Regions from separate parts of the Arachis hypogaea genome. Here region 1 is linked to region 2. The links are chromatin contacts, called in public Hi-C maps. All regions are on one chromosome and are shown on one strand. The core of a region is the stretch at or near the end of the contact, and the rest is flanking DNA. Distances in the headings are between cores, read along the strand shown. Region 1 holds the start of LOC112726937 (protein indeterminate-domain 12). Region 2 has its middle 37 kb from the start of LOC112729724.

What was found. Hi-C and Micro-C count contacts between places; a contact is called where the count stands out from the background.
Region 1: a contact with region 2 is called in a Hi-C map of leaf, with 5 times the contacts expected there. The contact joins the promoter of LOC112726937 here to the enhancer-like site in region 2. A contact is called at or near these places in 2 of 8 Hi-C or Micro-C datasets (both in leaf).

The regions. Positions count from the first base shown.
Region 1 is chr12:13,966,934-13,971,653 of arahy.Tifrunner.gnm2.J5K5, reverse strand. It overlaps LOC112726937 (protein indeterminate-domain 12), which reads right to left and starts at 1,436. Exons shown (of 3, transcript XM_025776512.3): 1 at 201-1,436. The coding sequence starts at 390.
Region 2 is chr12:13,857,308-13,862,075 of arahy.Tifrunner.gnm2.J5K5, reverse strand. No RefSeq gene overlaps it. Among protein-coding and RNA genes, the nearest start is that of LOC112729724, 37 kb to the right of the region's middle. Within about 2 kb of position 2,750, at least 1 of the 3 cell types and tissues checked has open chromatin away from gene starts, as enhancers often do.

The DNA of each region.
Region 1 (4,720 bases), core at 187-2,686, 110 kb before region 2:
AAAATTTTTATTATATACTAAAAAGTGATCAATAATAATATCATGAGTTATTTTTAATTATTTTTTTAATAATATAGTTAAGAATAATAGCTTAATTCTCAGGCAGACAATATATTATTCTAAAACTTAATAAAAAATAATGATAATAATAACAAAAGCTTGTATATATGATATATAAAAATTGAAATTATTATTGGTACCTGGATTTCCAGGGAGGCTTCTCTTTTTCTTGATCTTTTGAGGAGGTTGTTGTTGTTGTTGTTGTTGATGAGGAGAAATGGTTGAAACAACATGGTTTAAGGTAGCACCAAAGTCTTGAATTCTTGTGCCAGAAGAGACACTTGCTTCTTCAGACAAAGAAGTAGAATTGGACATAACTGCTGGGAACATTATGCCTTAAGAAAAATTCTCCAACTTAGAACAAAAAAAAAAAAAAAAAAAGAAGATAGTGGGGAAGGGGAAAAAAAAAAAGAAAAAAAAAAAGAGGAAGCAAAGATACGATATTCTAATGTCTTGGTTTGTTTGTTTCCAAAATCATAGCTCTGTGTATATTAATTTCTTTGGTTGTGTCTATAATTAACAAACCAAATAAATATATAAATAATATTTAAGCTTTGGAACACAAAATAATTAAGAAGAAAGAAACCTTGCTAGTGAACATAGGTGGAAGATATATATAGATAGAGAAAGGAATCATTTGCTTTTGTGATGCAATATCATAAACAAAAAAAAAAAAGATTTTTTTTTTTAGAAAAAAGAGAAATTAATTAATCTCGTGAAGAGAGGAGATGATGATGATGGTGGTGTGTGTATGTTTTTTTTTTTTTTTTTTTGAAGTCGCTATCTATGCCATGGATTACTTGTCTGAACAACTCTGAACAACTATTTCAGACATATCTCTTTCTATTTCTCTATATATGTGTGTTGTGTTTATATCTATGTAGAATTCATGAAGAGAATCATCATTAACATGCAATAATAATAATAATCAAAATTAAAGAAATTGATGAAAAAAATATTAAAGTAGAATTATTATATGTATAGCTCAATATATAAAAATCTATCTAGCTAGCATCTAGTTACTTTTTTTTCTTTTTTTTTTTGCCCTTAATCTATAATTGAGTGTGCAAAGAGAAATTGTAATGAGTGGTATTTGTAAGAGAAGAGAAGAAGGTGATGATGACAATTAGAGACTAATAAGGAGGAAGTGATGGTGGCAAAAAATTGAAAAAGGCATGGCAAATTAAAATTTTATGAGAAACAAAATGAAAAATTAAAATTAAAAAAAAAAAAACATGGGTGATTTGATGAGGAAAAGGTGTGCAAGGAGACTCAGGAAAAAAAAAAAAGCTAAGAACTAAGAAGTCTTGAGAGAGAGAAAGATAGAGAAGTTAGATAGATGGGAGTAGCAAGGCAAAGACTAGGAAATATCCTAAATCACTTTACTCACAAATTTATAAATTTATTTATTTATTTTTTTGAAAAATAATCACTTTAATTTTTCTTTACTTTTGCTTTCATTCTTTTAAATAAAAACTAATGGTAATGTTAGGAAGATAAAAAAATAATCTGACTAAACAACTAAACTTGTTTTATTTAGTATTTATTTATAATAAAATTTATAAATAAAACTAAAAAAATACATTTTAATAATTTTTTACTAATATTTTTTATTATCAAATATTTTCGAAAAACTAAATTGGTTATTAATCCTTGTTTTTGATGAGAAAGGGCCAGATGCATGCATGGAACTTTCTGTCTTTTCCTTTGTTTCTGTTATAAAACACCCAAATCTTAAAAGAGCCATGGAATGATTTTAAAAAAGAGACATATACACATTCTGCTTAATTAAGATTTAAGAGAACTAAAAGTTAAATAATAATAATAATAATAATAATAATAATAATAATAATAATAATAATAATAATAATAATAATAATAATAATAATAATAATAAAGGGAGATGGGGGAAGGTAGAAAGGCAGAGATAAACCCCACAGCAAACATTATTGATTCACTGATTGATATTCAACTTATACAGTGCATATATATAATCTCTAGCCACTATAATATTTTGCATAAAATATCTACTATACAAATATTATTTAATTATATGTGTTTTCACGTGAGTAAAAATATTTATTATTTAATTCAATTACTTAGTATCTTAAAAATTTTATGAATTTGAGTAATGTTTCAAAGTTTTAATTTATCCTCTGATCTAATTACCTTCTTAATGCTAAATGAGTAAAAATTTAAATATATATTATTTGTTAAAAATATAAAAAAATAAAAAATTTCTTTATCTAAAATTAAAAAGAATAATTTAAAAAATGAGTTAGAACTCCTAATTTTTCTCTATTATAAATATAGTAATTCAATCTATCTATCTTCAAAATGAGTTAGACCCTACACATATTATATATTTTATATAACATAATAGATATATAATAATCCATAATGTGATCAAAATGGCATGTTCATTTTTTCTATTAGGTACATATACTTTCCTCATGCTTATTATTTGTTTCGTGGAATTTTATAGCAAATGATTGTTTTCCATTATAACACTTGAGGATTTTGTGTCACTCTATCTTTCAGTGTTATATATTATTATTCTCTTACATCCTAGTTTGTAGAGAAAGTGTGTGCTCTACAAACCCCACCAAGGAGAATTTGCAAAGGCTTCTTTTTTTTACCCTCTTTATTCCAAACCCAAATCTAAAGCTACAAAAGGGGTAGCACAAATTGTCCATTTTAAAGGGTAAAATTGTCTTTGTGGTCACAAAGCATTGGTTTTCATTAGCCACCACCATGCAAAAATCACATTCCATATAAACCTTAGGCGTGTATGAAATTGGACCCATCTCAAATTAGCCCTTTGAAACTACCCAAGGACAGTTTTAGATTTCTTCTATAGAAATGTATATTTTTTGTTCTCCATTAATTTAATTTGGAATCCTATGTGGGCTTTTGTCCTCCAAGAGTTTGGAATCAGCTGGAATAATAAGGATTAGATTATTCATCCTTTTCTTTAATTATTTTCTCTATGGGAGATGAATGACAATGATGATATTATATGTATGCTACTCAAGTGATCATTTAGTTTTGGATTATCATCTCATGATCAAGTTATTAATTATTAAAGTTAGTAGATTCTTAAAAGTTAATAGCCTTTTCATCCCTAATAAGTACATGTATATATATATATCACCATTCTAATATATAATTATAGTATATGGTGACTATAATATTTTTAAAAATATTACTAAAATTAAAATAACATTTTTTATTGTTAAATAATATTTTTTAAATAATTACTTAAAAAAATATAAATTTAATTTTAATAATATTTATATAATTATTATAATTACTATAATATAATCATACTAAAATTTAATATATATAATATTTTTATTTCTTTTTTCTCCCGATAAACATAAATTTAGGTAGGCTAAAGTAAAAGTTCAAATTATCAGTATTTTGGTAGTCTTTAGTACATGTATGAGTACATGATTCATCAAGTGAATTGATTTACTAAATAAATTGACCCGTTGATTTCAAAATTAGTATACCAAACTTTCAGTATAAAAAAAAAAATTGGTGTTATAAACTTTTTAGAAATTTTACCTTTGAGAGATTTAATGTAAAATTTATAATATTAATCATAATTCAAAAAGTAAGAAATCATTTATTTGGGATGTAACGAATTATTTTCACATAATAACCTAATTTAATTAATGACGTATCACATATAAGTTGATCTGTAGTATTTTTGAAATTGGTCTCTTTTATATATTATATTGATGATTCTTCTCCAAGTTTCTTGTAGGAATTTGTTAATAAACTATTGAATATTATTATGGCTATTATTGAGTGATCTTTTATTTTGACTAATTAATTAAGATATTATTCGATATTATATGTGGGCGCCTAACTTTTATTGTTTTATGCAGAAAATCCAGTATTTTGCTGAACGGTATGCCAAGAAATTAAAGAAGAAAAGACAAGAAAATCCATTTAATTATGTTTAACATAAGAAAGTAAAAATTTAACTAAAATATTTCCTTAAAAATACTTTTTAAAAAATAAAAACAAAAGAATATATTTTTCTAATTATTTCACCATATTAAAATTTTAAATATCTTATTAATTACCTTTTCGATAAAATTATTTCTTAACAAATATTTTATAGCAATATAGATTCATTTCATTTTATGCCCTCCGTTTCATCTTATACGGTAAGGGTACATTATTGATGAATGGAGTTACAGGTTATTTGTCACTTTAGGTTTTGGCTAAATACATAATTATCAGAAAACTTTAAAAGTAATAATTTAAATATAATGTCACTAATAATCCTTAATTAATTACTTTAAAAGACAATAATAGAATAAGAATTTTGATGGTTATTAATGTCTAAGAGAAAGGGGAGTTGAATCTTAGTTTTTTTTTTTTTTTTTTTTTTTGCTGAATATTACTTTAACTTTTTAAAGAATCTTAGGAGATATTTTGATTTTTGTCTCATAACGAGATGAGAGAGACTTTCATTTTGTCTTCTGAGCAATAAAAACATAATTGAAGTTGAGAAAAAGGAGTAACACTCAGATATATCCTGGTTAAACTACTTCTTAGTGCAATGTAGCCTACATCCAATCTCCATCACAATCATGATGGAATTTCACTATCTCTTTTATAAGATTACATACTCCAATGCTTT
Region 2 (4,768 bases), core at 1,501-4,000:
GTAGGTAAATATTATTATTTTTAGCCAATATTTGACTAATAATAATTTACAGTTATATTTACCGATATTTTTTATATAAAAAATATATAATTTATACATATATTTATTAAAATTTTGTACACATAAATCAATACAGTTTGTACTTATATTTTTCAAAATTTATATATATAAATTAATAAAAAATTATTTATTAAAAATAATTTAGTGTTTTGTATTGACTAAATAATAACAAAAAATACTAAAAATTACTAACCTAAAACATTTCTCTATATATAACTAAATTTCAAGGGAACAATCTTTCAAAGTTAAGAGAAAGTTCTATCTATATTTTTTTCTTTTTCTTTTTATTTTTCTTGCTAAAAAGTTGTATATATTCTACCAAAGAATTATTTGAAAGTCCAAAATATACAACTAGGTTTATCTCACACTTTCTTAAACTATAACTATATTTCATTGTCTTTCTCCTTGAATACACCCACCATAGGTGATGGAAATAATCATTATATTACCCTACAATTCAAGAAAAAGTAAAAAGCTAATTAATTACCAAGAGATTTCAAAATCTAACAATAATAAATTACATGCAAATTTTTAAACTTCAGACTAAATCTAAAGATAAATCTAACGATAATCAACTTACAATTTTTTTGTTGCTCACGATATCTCTCAACCCGACAGATTAAAGACTAATCCACACTTTAATCGACAGGACAAGGACTAATTCGCAGCGAATCTGAACTCCATTTAAGAATTTACTGCTGCTGGTCAATGGGTTACTACCTGCACAAGGCGAAATTCGAACTCCCGACACTGTCCAAGTTGGTTATCACATTTCTGATATTATAATTATAAATATATTTAGTGTCATTATTTTGAAGGTGAAAATAATAACAACTTTTCAAAGTGGGATGGACGTAGAAGTCAAGAACAAGAAGATACGGTAAGAATAAGCATTTGCAGAGAAATAAAGTGCAACAAAAAATTGGAAGCTGTAGAATTGAAAGAACATATACATATATGGCAGTAATTTAAACTGAATAGTTTTGCACTATTGGTTTTTACTAAAAATTTGCAAATGTTTTATGACTTTGGAAACTTTGCACGCGCAGCATTATTATTCTTCTATAAGAAATTAAATGAATGAATGATTGCAAACAGCATTTTATTTTGTGTCAATCAATGTTGCTGTACGTAGGAAATGACTAATGCCTGCTGCATGTGTGTGTTGTAATAACACTTATTTATTTCTCTTTAATTTCCCTATTTAATTGCAACATTCATGAAGCCATGCATAACCATTGATCGGTTGCTTTCACATTTTTAAGACACTGCAAAATATACTCCTTCTAGAGACATTTATTGGAACTTGGAACAGTGTCACAGCTCCAATGAAAATTACCAAAATTATTCTTTTTATTTTTTTTATGTTCCAAATAATTATCTATTTTTAATAGTACATGACATTGATTTTTTTTCAAATAATATTGTTAATTAATGTATTGTAATAAAGGGTAATATAATTTTGTCAATTTATACAATACTAGACAATAATAAACAAAAATATCATAAAAAATAGATAAAGCATATTTTGATGATGTTAGTTAACGAATTTAAAATAAAATTTTTAGTTAAAAACTTATATGTAATTATTTTCATGTAAAATTGATAATCGAAAAATGTTAGATAATAATTTCATCAAATCTATTAAATTATTTAATGATTTTCGGCTATTAAATTTACATGAAAACCATTTATATGAGTCTTCACCAAATTTGTGATATTGTAGCAATAATATATTAAAAATTTGTAGAAAATATATTTTTTATTATAGATTCACTTTAATAAGACCGAAAAATAATAAAAAAATATTTGTACGCATTTTGATGGAGTTGATGTATACTACAGCATTAAAGTTTGTCCAACAGTTAAAGCCTCAATGGCCTAATGCATTCGTTCGTAAAAACCCGTATATATACCAAAAAAGTTTATTCGTATAAAATATATATTAAAAAAATATAAAATAAAATAATTAATATAGTAATTAATTTTTTTAATATACATAGCATTTTTAAAAGATTACACTAAGTATATATAAAAAATTAATCGTTTGTATATAATATATATTAAAAATAAATTAAATAATCTATATGTTATATATAAATACATAATAACTTATTTTTAGTGTATATATAGTATTTTTTATTTTTAAAATACATATAATAATATTTCGCTCATGAAGTTTAATTTTGTTTTCCACTCTTTTATTTTATTTTCCCACATTGTGTGCACATGTGTTTGGATTTTTTTTGTTAAGAAATATTAGATGGTCAACAAAATTTATTGTCTTTAACTAACAAAAATATAAATTAAAAAAATATCAATTAGACTAAAAAAAATTAAATTAATAATTAAAAATAACGACTAAAGATTATAAATTCTCTAATTCTTAAGCAATTTTCTTTCTTTTATATTTCTCAATGAATAAAACAAAATGGAACCGCGTGAATGAATTATGATAAAGAAACAGAGCAAAGTTTTGTTGAGTGATTAACGAGGAAACAATGAAATTTTATTAATTCTATTTTGGACATATTATAAACTCAAGTTTATCATGAATTTTCAAACCATTCAACTGATGATCAAAAGTCAAAAGTAATTAGGTATAAAAACTCAAGTTATCATACACCCTCTATCAAATTAATTATTATGAAAGTCACCAAAAAAAAAATTAATTATTATGAACCCTCGGATCATTGATAAACAAATAACGATTGAGTATGCGAAAGTTGTTATGGACAAGCAAGACCGGCCCAGGTGTCCCGCATATGGCCCGATAAGAAGCCCAAACTCTTTCAGTAATAAAAAAATAAAGCCCACACCCAAAAAATATTAAGCCTATAAATATCCAAAAAAAACCCCCAAAAAATAGGAAGTATCCCTTTTCATGATCAATTAACCATTTTTGATTTTTGTAAATCAATTTGATTTAGTCCAGTGAATAATTCACTCGTTTGCTTAACTATGTGTCGAGAATTCAAATTATGTCTTATACATGCAGCAATTTATTTATTACAATATATCCTTAAATAAAACTCAGATCTATGACGAATCAATTCCTAATTTCTCAAACCGAAAAATACGGTAAAAAAAAAAAATAAAAAAACTTTTTTCATAAAGAAAACATATGTCGTCATAGTTTTCTAGAATGATGAGAATTAGTGGCCAAATTCAAACCATCCTACGAGTATATAAAGGGGCCAGGAGTTCCCTTAATAAATATCATGTTTAAATAACTCGTTTTGAATGAAAAACAAGAGATTCCAATTTTTAATATGATTTTTCTTTTTTAAGAAAAAGAGGAAAAAGTTAGGAATGAGTTAAATTTGTTGTGCAAAATTCAAGCATCTAATGCATTATTATTTGTGAGAGAGAAGATGAAAAATATTGGAAAGTTTTTATCAAAGGGGCGCTATATATCTATCACTAGTGCATGGGGAGTTCTTATTAATCTCTAGTAAATTTGAATGTCAAGTTATAACTCTGTTTTTGCATTTGTTTATACTAGTATTTTTATATGCAGTGATATTATAGAAATATAAATGTTTTGAAACTATGTATGCTTCGTTCTGCTATTATAAATTATGGCAGAAAAAATTTATAAAATTAAATTATTTTTACAAAAAAAATTGTAGGAGACAAGTTTTTATCGGCTAATAATATCAAGATCTCTGTAGATTATAAAAATTAAATAATAAATTTTTTAGTTATTATTTTTATATGAAAGAGTTTAATTTTTTATTAATAATTAATTTTAATATTTATTATCTAAAAATTTTAGATATTAGTAATAAAAAATTTATACTAATAGTTATAAAATTAACTCAAAATCAATTATTTTTTAAAATAATTGAATCTTGATTCTAATAAGGATTATGTTATGTGTATACTAAAATCAACCACCAGTATAAAATATATGTTGGAGTACAAATACACATTAAAAATGAATTAAACCACATATGTATTTATACATAAATATATTGGTGGTTGATTTTAGTGGCAAATTTTAGTGTACAAATAGCATTTTTGTTCTAATAATTAATCACAACATTAGTAATTTTGTATTCTCTCCAAATTATATGTAATAAATATTTCAAAGAAGAGAAGTGAAAATATATATTAAAAATATATGCGATAAAATTTAAAATTAAATAAAAACAAAAAACTATGCATATAATAATAATAACAACACATTTTTTATGTGAATAATATTAGGAGATTATTTTTAATTATATTTAATTATAAATTTAATATATTTTTTATAATTTTATGAATTTATTTAAATTATATTATATTATTAATTTTATTTTTTGTTAACAGAACGACCAGAAGAAAAAAGGAAGAGAAAGATAAAGAAGAATGAAAAAGAAAATTTGTTAATTTTAAAGAAAAATATTTTATTTAATTATAATAAAAAATATCTCATAATATAATTTAGTTGTCAAATTAATAATATAACATACAAATTATAAGTTACATATACAATTGCTTGGAAGGGTAGAGAAAAACATAAAAGGGGAGATAGTTTTTTTCTAACATCATGAGAAGAGAATTAAGAACATGTGATGACACATATATTGACGTAACATCTTTGATGATAAAGTGTGTGTTTGGATTACAGTTTGCAAACCATAGTTTGCATAAAATTGATTTTGTAAAATTGATTTTGATGATAAGTTAGTTTGGATTAACGTGATTTATGTTTGGTAAT